Regions from separate parts of the Hordeum vulgare genome. Here region 1 is linked to region 2. A link is a contact called in public Hi-C data. All regions are on one chromosome and are shown on one strand. The core of a region is the stretch at or near the end of the contact, and the rest is flanking DNA. Distances in the headings are between cores, read along the strand shown.

The links. A called contact is a pair of places that touch in the nucleus more often than the background predicts.
Region 1: a contact with region 2 is called in a Hi-C map of leaf, with 2.5 times the contacts expected there. The contact joins the promoter of LOC123425438 here to the promoter of LOC123424927 in region 2. A contact is called at or near these places in 2 of 6 Hi-C or Micro-C datasets (both in leaf) and 1 of 1 datasets of contacts at active chromatin or transcription factors (embryo).

What each region holds. Positions count from the first base shown.
Region 1 is chr2H:57,793,883-57,798,190 of MorexV3_pseudomolecules_assembly, forward strand. LOC123425438 reads left to right here and starts at 2,336. Exons shown (of 8, transcript XM_045109141.1): 1 at 2,336-2,883; 2 at 3,945-3,978; 3 at 4,141-4,308. The coding sequence starts at 2,336.
Region 2 is chr2H:57,663,116-57,667,276 of MorexV3_pseudomolecules_assembly, forward strand. It overlaps LOC123424927 (30S ribosomal protein S9, mitochondrial), which reads left to right and starts at 2,261. Exons shown (of 5, transcript XM_045108612.1): 1 at 2,261-3,038; 2 at 3,872-4,161. The coding sequence starts at 2,330.

The DNA of each region.
Region 1 (4,308 bases), core at 1,086-3,585, 130 kb after region 2:
GCGGCAACGATGGGGTCGGCTTCGGCGAGGAGAAGTACCTGACGGCCTCCCAATCGACGAGGTAAGGGAAGAAGCAGGTGAGGAAGGCGACGAGGCCATCGAGGGAGCGCCGCTCCACGTCCCTGAGCTTCTGTGGCGGCGAGGAGGGTGCTGGCACCGCCGTCGGGTCCGCGTCAACTGGAGCTTCTGTGGCGGCGACGAGGGTGCTGGCGATTATGTTGGAGACCGGATCGAGCAGTCCGACGCAGACTCCCAAGCAGACGTCGGAGCGCCACCGCACGGTGAGCCGCCGGAGGGCTTCCTCGTAGTGGTGCTGGATCTTGAGGAGGAGGAGTGACGCTTCCTGATCTCTCTCCTTCATCAGCGGGGCGCCGTAGTCGTACAGCGCCGGACCGTAGACGTGGAGATGGCCGGTGCTCGCCTTGGCGTTGAGGCTGGCCATCGCCTCGCCGGCGCCGGACCGTAAACTTACAGGTGGGGTCTCAGCTGACGGGTGGGGTCTCAACTGACGGATGGGCCACGCGGTGACGTGTCATAGGGGGGTATTCGTGATAAGTATATGCCGCGTAGAGCGGGGACTGCAACTCCAAGTACCAGGACCGTATTGATGACGTATTTCCGTGTATGAGGATCGTATCGAAGCAGTTCTCAACTTTATGGACTGGACTGGACCTCGCCGTCAACTTTCAGGATGACAGATGCAATTATCTCTCTAAAAGGCCGATGTGAACAGCCGTCGAGCACCATTGCCGAAAAAACCGAGAACACAGAGAGCACGCAACACCAACACAGGGATGGGATGGCTGGCCTGTAGCAGCGGCCGCTTCTCCGTAGCATTCGTAAATAGCAACGCTATGCGCTGGCAGGGGTAAAGTAACGGGCAGGGCGGTGACGCTACAAAGTTGCAACACCATGACCACGAGCTTGAGAGAGAAGCACTGAAGAATTGTGGATGGATAACGGGCGTTGACTCATGAAAGGATAGAGATGCGTTGGCCGTTGGGTGAAGCTGCATATTTCTAGAGAAGGGTGGGTGGGTGGGACAAGGAGAGCACAAGACTCTTTGTTTCACATATGATCGGACGGCTGTTCACTAGGCCGATGTATCGGTTGGATCAGCCGATTGAACAGAAGCTTTTTCCTTATTTTATTTCACGGGAGAATTTCTCGGAGGCCGTGCATGCTGCAGGAGGAAGATTTACCTTCGGTGTTTATCCGTACATGCTGCACTAGAAAGATTTGTTATGAATTACTTCATCTATTTCTAAATATTTTTAAAAATATTCACTAAGAATTATATATGGTTGTATATAGACATGATTTTAAATATGGATTCATTTATCTTGCTCCATCATATGTAATTTTTTATCCGTATGTAATTTATCATATTTTTTTAATGATTTATACTTCATCCGTTTGTAAATATAAATTTTTAAAAGATTTTCTTAGTGATTACATATGCATTTATATAGACACTAGCAAAAGGGCCCATGCGTTGCAATGGGAGAAAGAAATACCACACGGCACACGCTCTTAATTTATAAAAAATGTCTATAATTTGAGAATTTATAGTTACGATACAAATAAAGATGGTCTTATCCTAAAAAATGCAGTACATGTCTTCTATTTTAACACGGCTTGCATGTAGATTTAATACGTACAAAGAATCAGTCAAATGACCTTCAGTTTCATCTCTAATCCTGATTTTGTTGACGTGTTCATCCCCACCCCGGATGAGTACCGGTATGAAAGAAAGACGAATAATGACTTATTTATTAAGATTGCACCCTAGATAGTATTTTTATTAAACGTTTAACAAATAAAATAATATCATATTTAAATTCTACATATTTTTCTAATCAAATTTCATGTATAATATGATAAATTTGGAGTTACGGTTTAAAAGATATGAGTATTTTAAAAAATATTTAATATATATTACGAGTTTAATGTTATAAACAGTAATGCCTTTTTTATAAAATCACCTCGGTGGGTTTTTCCGACGAAAGCGATAGCCTCTTTATTATTAGGTAAAGATATGTTAGAGTATAATTTTTTTTTTGTAATAGTCTTCTAGTAAAATGTCTAAAAATATATTGTAAACTGAGAAAGTATATGACAATCTTTTGCCGGTGATATTCAAATTTCTCGCTACCGTTTACCGTAAGCTACTCAATCTGCTCGCTTGCGTGGACCAGCAAAAAAGTATCCACCCGATTCATATTTTCGGCCGCCAAATCGCGTCGACCTTCTAGACGCCCGCGCCGCCGCCGCCCCGTCGGATCCGCCGTGGAGACGGAAGGAAAGAAAGCCGCTGCCGTCGATCGGTTAACGCCGTTCCCACCAGCCACACAACAAGAACAACGCGTGGCCCGGGTCACCACGGCCGCCGCTGCTCCACGTCTCCACCGCTCCACGTCTATTTCAGCCCGCGGCGGTCGTGGTCGTCCCGCGCCCCAACACCAACAACACCAGCAGCATCAAAGTCCCAACTACCACCCGGAGCCGCGCGCGAGGCCGCGTTAACTCCGCCGCCTCCTCCTCCAGGGCGGCTCAGCTAGGGTTCTCTTCTCCGCCGGCCTCGCGGGGGGACGGGGGCGCGATGCCGACGCCGGCGGACGGCGCGGAGTACTGGTTGCGGTGGCAGGTGTTCGTGTGCGGCGCGCTCATCGCCGTGCCAACGGCGCTGGCGGCGGCGCTGCTGCCGCGGCTGCGGAGGACGGCGGCGCCGCTCCGCGCCACCGACCTCTGGCTCCCCTGCTGGCCCCGGCTCCACCCGGGCTGGCTCCTCGGCTACCGCGCCTTCGCGCTGGCCGCCGCCGCCGCGCTCCTCGTCCGCGACATCATCCCCCACGGCCCCAGGGTCTTCTTCTTCTACACCCAGTACGCACCCTCCTCCTCTTGATCCTCTCTTAAGCTTAATTAGTGCCACCAATAATCTAGACAATCACAGTACATATCGTTTATACTCCCGTGCATTTAGCCGCATTATGCAGTGCGATTACTAGCATTTGGCAGCGGCAATTGCTCGGCAGAGTGTGTATCCAGTATTCCCCTGCACGGAGGATTCCCGGACAGTGGCGGAGCTTGGAATAAAGCTTAAAAGGGGGGCAGCAAATTAGGCTGTAATTTTGGTGCTCGATCATCAAAAGGGCTTCACACTGTGCTATTTAGTCAACGAAATTACAAGCTTGAAGGGTGGGGGTAAGGCCAGCTTTGTCATTACTACGCTTCAGCCCTCCTCCCAGTGTTCCCAAGCCGAGAAACCTCGCCTTAAGAATCGCTAAAAACTGACCCCTGTTTCATCATATTCTAAATAGGGGTCGTTCTGTGAAGCATGGTACATATCAAGAAGAGTGACTTTGGACTTCTGTAGTTTATACTCCTCCTGCTTTTTTTCATGAACAAATGGAAGGGTTGAACATCATTGCATTGATAGCAAGAGAATAGGTCACAAGCACACCAAGATTGAACCCCCACCCGAGGCACTGTGATCGTGGAATGCTACATCACTGCGTGCAGCAGGAGCAACCCGGCCCAGTCAGCCTTTCGCTATACCTCATCTTTTGTTTCAAATTGTGGATACGAGGAATGTGGCCCCGACCAGCCGCCCTTGAAGACACGACCATTTTGGTGTGTCAAAGTTCACCACACTGCCATCGTGATTAGGGAAGCCATGTCATTTGCAGAACTGGAGCATCACACATGTTCATAGTTCGCCACTGGGCGAAGTTGCCTTCAGCGTCCGTATGTTTGCCCTGCTTTTGTAGAGCTAAAGTATGCACGCTGCCCCCGCAAAAACGTTTGGTCTGTAGTAGAATGTTTTCCATCTTCCGTTAGTGGCTCAGAATTTCAGAAGCACCCCCTTTTTAATTACTTGTCGTGCTGTTCCCTTTTTCCTAACTGTCCTTTGACTAATTTTCTTTCCCCGATTGGCTTTGCAGGTGGACCTTTTTATTAGTCACCATATATTTTGCGGTATGTCCTCAGACTCATGATGTCTTACCAAGTTGCTACTACCTTGTGAAAAGTTTTACAAGCAATCATGCACAATTATGTTCACCTTGTGAAAAGTTTTACCAGGTGGACCTTTTTAGTTTTTTTACCACATTTTCAACATTTTTTGCATTTTACACTTAGGTTGCGACTGCTATATCAGCCCATGGATGTTGGTCATACTCAAAGAGAAGCTTGAGAAAAGCTGATGAATATGGTGATGTTGAAAATCGTGACCTCTCAGCTTCTATTTCTGGAGGTAGGAAAAATGGTGAGATGGACAAGATGGCAAGCTATTATGAACAAATAGCA
Region 2 (4,161 bases), core at 1,011-3,510:
TAGAGCTATGATGCCCAACAACGGCGCCAAAAAATAGTCTTGATAACCCACAAGTATAGGGGATCGCAACAGTCTTCACGGGTAGTATTGCACCCTAATTATTTGATTCGACATAAGGGGAGCCAAAGAATATTTATTGGTCTTAGCAGTTGAGTTATCAATTCAACCACACTTGGGATATCCTCTGTAACAACAAATTTAATAGCATAACAAAATAGTAGTAGTAACAATAACGGTAACAACAACAGTTCTGTAGTGATTGTAACAATAATAACATCAATAGTAAGTTAGCAAGATTCAGTGTATGAAAAGCATAGGCATGTGGATCGGTGATGGATAATGATTTAGATGACATTCATCATGTAACGATTACACACTAGAGCGACACAGAACTAGCTCCAGTTCATCAATGTAATATAAGCATGTATTCACTATATAGTCATACATGCTTATAATTTAACTTGCTTGACATCATTTGTCCTACCCTCCCGAGGCAATAGGGTTCATAAGGAAACTAAGGGATGTTAAGGCCTCCTTTTAATATAGAACCGGAACAAAGCATTAACACATAGTGAATACATGAACTCCTCAAGCTACGACAATCACCGGAAAGAATCCCAACTATTATCAATACCTTGTTGGTGGCCCAAGCATTAACAGGGTGGTCACGCCCTGTTGGCTTGGCACCAAGAGGTGCCCCCTTTGGTGGGTCTTTGCTCCATTATTTTTTTATTCCAGAAAAAATCCACAAAAAGTTTTGTCCGAGTCCAAGAAATTTTATTTCTGCAAAAAATAACATCATGATAATTATGCTGAAAACAACGTGAGTCCGGATAAGTTTCATTCAAATCATGCAAATTAGAGTCCAAAACGAGAGAAAAATTGCTTGAAAATGTAGATACGTTTGAGATGTATCACATGACAATCCTTGCTTTACTCCGTGATGGACCTACCTATTTACTTTTATGTTCTGACATTACCTTCCTTGAGCACCAATATGTAGAGCATAATTATTATTCCTGGGCGTAATATGCATTTTTTCCACCTAATATTAGGTAATCCATAAGTGTGATGTTTTGTTTTAAACCATGATATTTAGACGTCGCCCAATCTTCTTTGTTGGCTTGCAATTGTGTATTGCTTCATACTAAAGGACACACACGATACGATAACAAGATTCCATCCACCAACAAGGTATAATAAATCATATCAAAGGACAATAAAACATAATATAACTTGTAAAAAAAACTAAAATTACATAAAAAAACCAACCTTCTTCTAGCTCGAAAAATACTCTGAACAAATAGTAAGTGATAGTGACACTTGCAAATGTTCTTGCCATACAAGGTCTTGAAGACCGCAACAACTAGATCTAATAGACGTTAGAAGAACATCGGTTGTGGCATTACACCATGCAGCGTAGACTTGTAATCCTTTGTCGCCAATCTAGAGGTTGTAGAAAACATATCTTGTCATAGAACAAAATAAATGAAGAGGTCAAAGCAACGGTGTCAATAACTATCTAGCCGATTCCTTTGATAGATGCACCAGCTCCGAAGATCCAAAGAGACAACAGATTCAGAATCATCTGCTTAGCAATACCTATCCTCACATGCCCTTTGTTAATGTGGAGTCAAACACCATCGAGGTAGAGAAAGACTGAAGAGACTTTATTCCAACCCGCAATTTTTGGTTCCACCTCATCGATGCCGTTAGGAAAACATCAACTAAAGGAAACCACTACCTATAAGAAGGCCGCCGCTCCTTCGACCGACGACTTGGCCGTTGGATGAAAAACGAGAGGGGAACCGAGATGGTGGCGTGAAAGCACCCGGTGGCAGCATCTGTTGGGGGGAGAGACGGCATCCTATTTAAGGAGATCAAAACTTTTTTTCATTATAAACTTTAGTTTTCTGATATTGTTCATTGTCCTTGGGCCCGTAATAAGGTTGCCGGTGTTTTAACGCTGCATGGGTCAAAGATGAAGCAGGAGCCTCAAACCGTGTGCCCTTACTTTTGTCCGGTCTTTTGTTGACAATGATTCTGCTCGACACGTTGCTTAATGGAATGAAATGTTTCAAGCTTAAACAAAAAAAGTTGGGTGGACTCGGAAGTTGGAAACTTGGAATGCATGCTCAAGCCTTCAAGTGTTTTCCGCTCCGTGGAAAACGAAGCAACCAAGTATACGCTTTCACGTTGGTATTACGTAAGGCCCTGGAGGGCACGTCCGCCCAGAGTAAGCGGATACAAGAAAACTAAAATCAGTTATGCCGCTAAAACCCTAGTGTACCACTCCACGAATGGTCGCCGCCCCCCTCCGCGCACCACCATGCTGCTCCGCCGCCTCCTCCACCCCTCCCACCATCTCCGGCGCGGCCTCCAGACCCTGACCACCACCAACGCCGCCGCCGCGCCCTCGACCGCGCATCCTCTCTCCGCCCCTCTTCCATTTCGCCGCCTCCCCGCCCGCCTCCTCTCGCCGCGTCTCCTCTCCACCTCCGGCGGCGACGACGACACCAGAAGGCCGTGGGCCTTCACGCAAGATTCCGAAGATCCAGACCCTTTCGCCGATGTGGACCCCGCCGCCGCCGTCCCCATCCCCGGCGAAGCGCCGCTAGGGTCGAGCGCCGTCGTCGAGGACCCCTGGTCGAAGGACTTCCGCGCGGAGGACGGCGACAAGGCCGACGTGTTCGAGGAGATCTACAAGGATGCGGCTGCGGCAGCGCCCACGGCGAGGAAGGCGCCCCCGGCCCAGCCGTGGAAGTTGGATTCGGAGGATGAGAAGGACGATCCGTTCGCCGCGAGAAAGGACGCGGCCGCGGCAGCGCCTAGCGCGAGGAAGGCGGCCCCGGCCGAGCCGTGGTCGTGGGATTTGAAGGATGAGACAGACGATCCGTTCGCCGCGGCTGTGGGGGTTGAGGGGATCGCGGATGAGGGGACTCAGATCGAGGAGCTTGTTGATGGGAAGGAGGAAGATGCGGAGCGTCAGCGGCAGGAGAACACGGCGAGGGAGCAGCAGCTGATGGAGACTCTCAAAGGTGATCTAGAAATCAATATTATGTATATGTGCAGTTTGATTTCCCGGTACTCTGGTAACTAAATTGGGGTGCATGTGGTTGTGTTTATTGGTGCCCGATTAGTTAAGTGACTCTGCATATGGCTGTGTTTATGCATGCAGAATTAGTTAAGTAATTGACTGATTGCCGAAGGTTAAGTTATAGGATCATACTCGTAATCATATTAGGTTCCTGCACTTGAACTGAAAACTGCAAATACCATTTTTGTGATATTCGCTTGTCTAGAGCCTGTGGATTCATATATCAGACTGGGAACTTGTCAATGCATGCCACATTTGCATATGGTTTAGGATGTCATTGGTTTCAATGCTTTGTAAGGTTAACTTGGGATCAAGTTTGTATGTAACGTCTGTCCCAGTAGTGCTTGCCTTAGATGAGACCATTCATTCATGTTGTAAACTGCCCAATAAAATAATACGGTATAGAAGTGACCAAATGGATGGTTAGTTTATTTACCACTTCTAATGATCATCAATTCATAGTGTTTTTTCTTTTTTGTGCCTCTGCAAGAGCAATTGGAGTAGATAGTATGACCTTAGCTGCTGTGTGCGTGTGATGATTTTACAATTTTTTATTCTGGTTTGAGTACAACTGTATGTGGGGATCAACTGTGCATCCTGGTATAAGTAACACGGTGATAACTAGGGGTGCAAGTAGCATCCTGCTTGTCCCGTGAAACTTATCAATTAGCTCATAATTAGCCCATCACTGGCCTAAAATTAACACTACATTTGTACAATGGTATTGTCCGCTAGCCCGCCCCGTTTGATAACAAAAAATTTCCCTGGTTGCAGGTCCGGATCGTGCATTTGGGGATCTCATTTCTGCCTCTGGTATTACGGAGGATATGATTGACAGTTTGATCCTCTTGAAGGATGCCAGGGGAATACCGGGATTGCCTCCTCTAAGTGAAATACAAGATAGAGCTATCCAGAAAATGAATGCAACATCAAGCAGGGCTGAAGTAGAACGCCAAATGCAAGAGGAAATTGCTAAGGCACGCGTGAGACAAGTTGATGAGAAAGGAAGGGCTTATGGGACAGGTAGAAGGAAGTGCAGCATTGCCCGTGTTTGGATTCAGCCT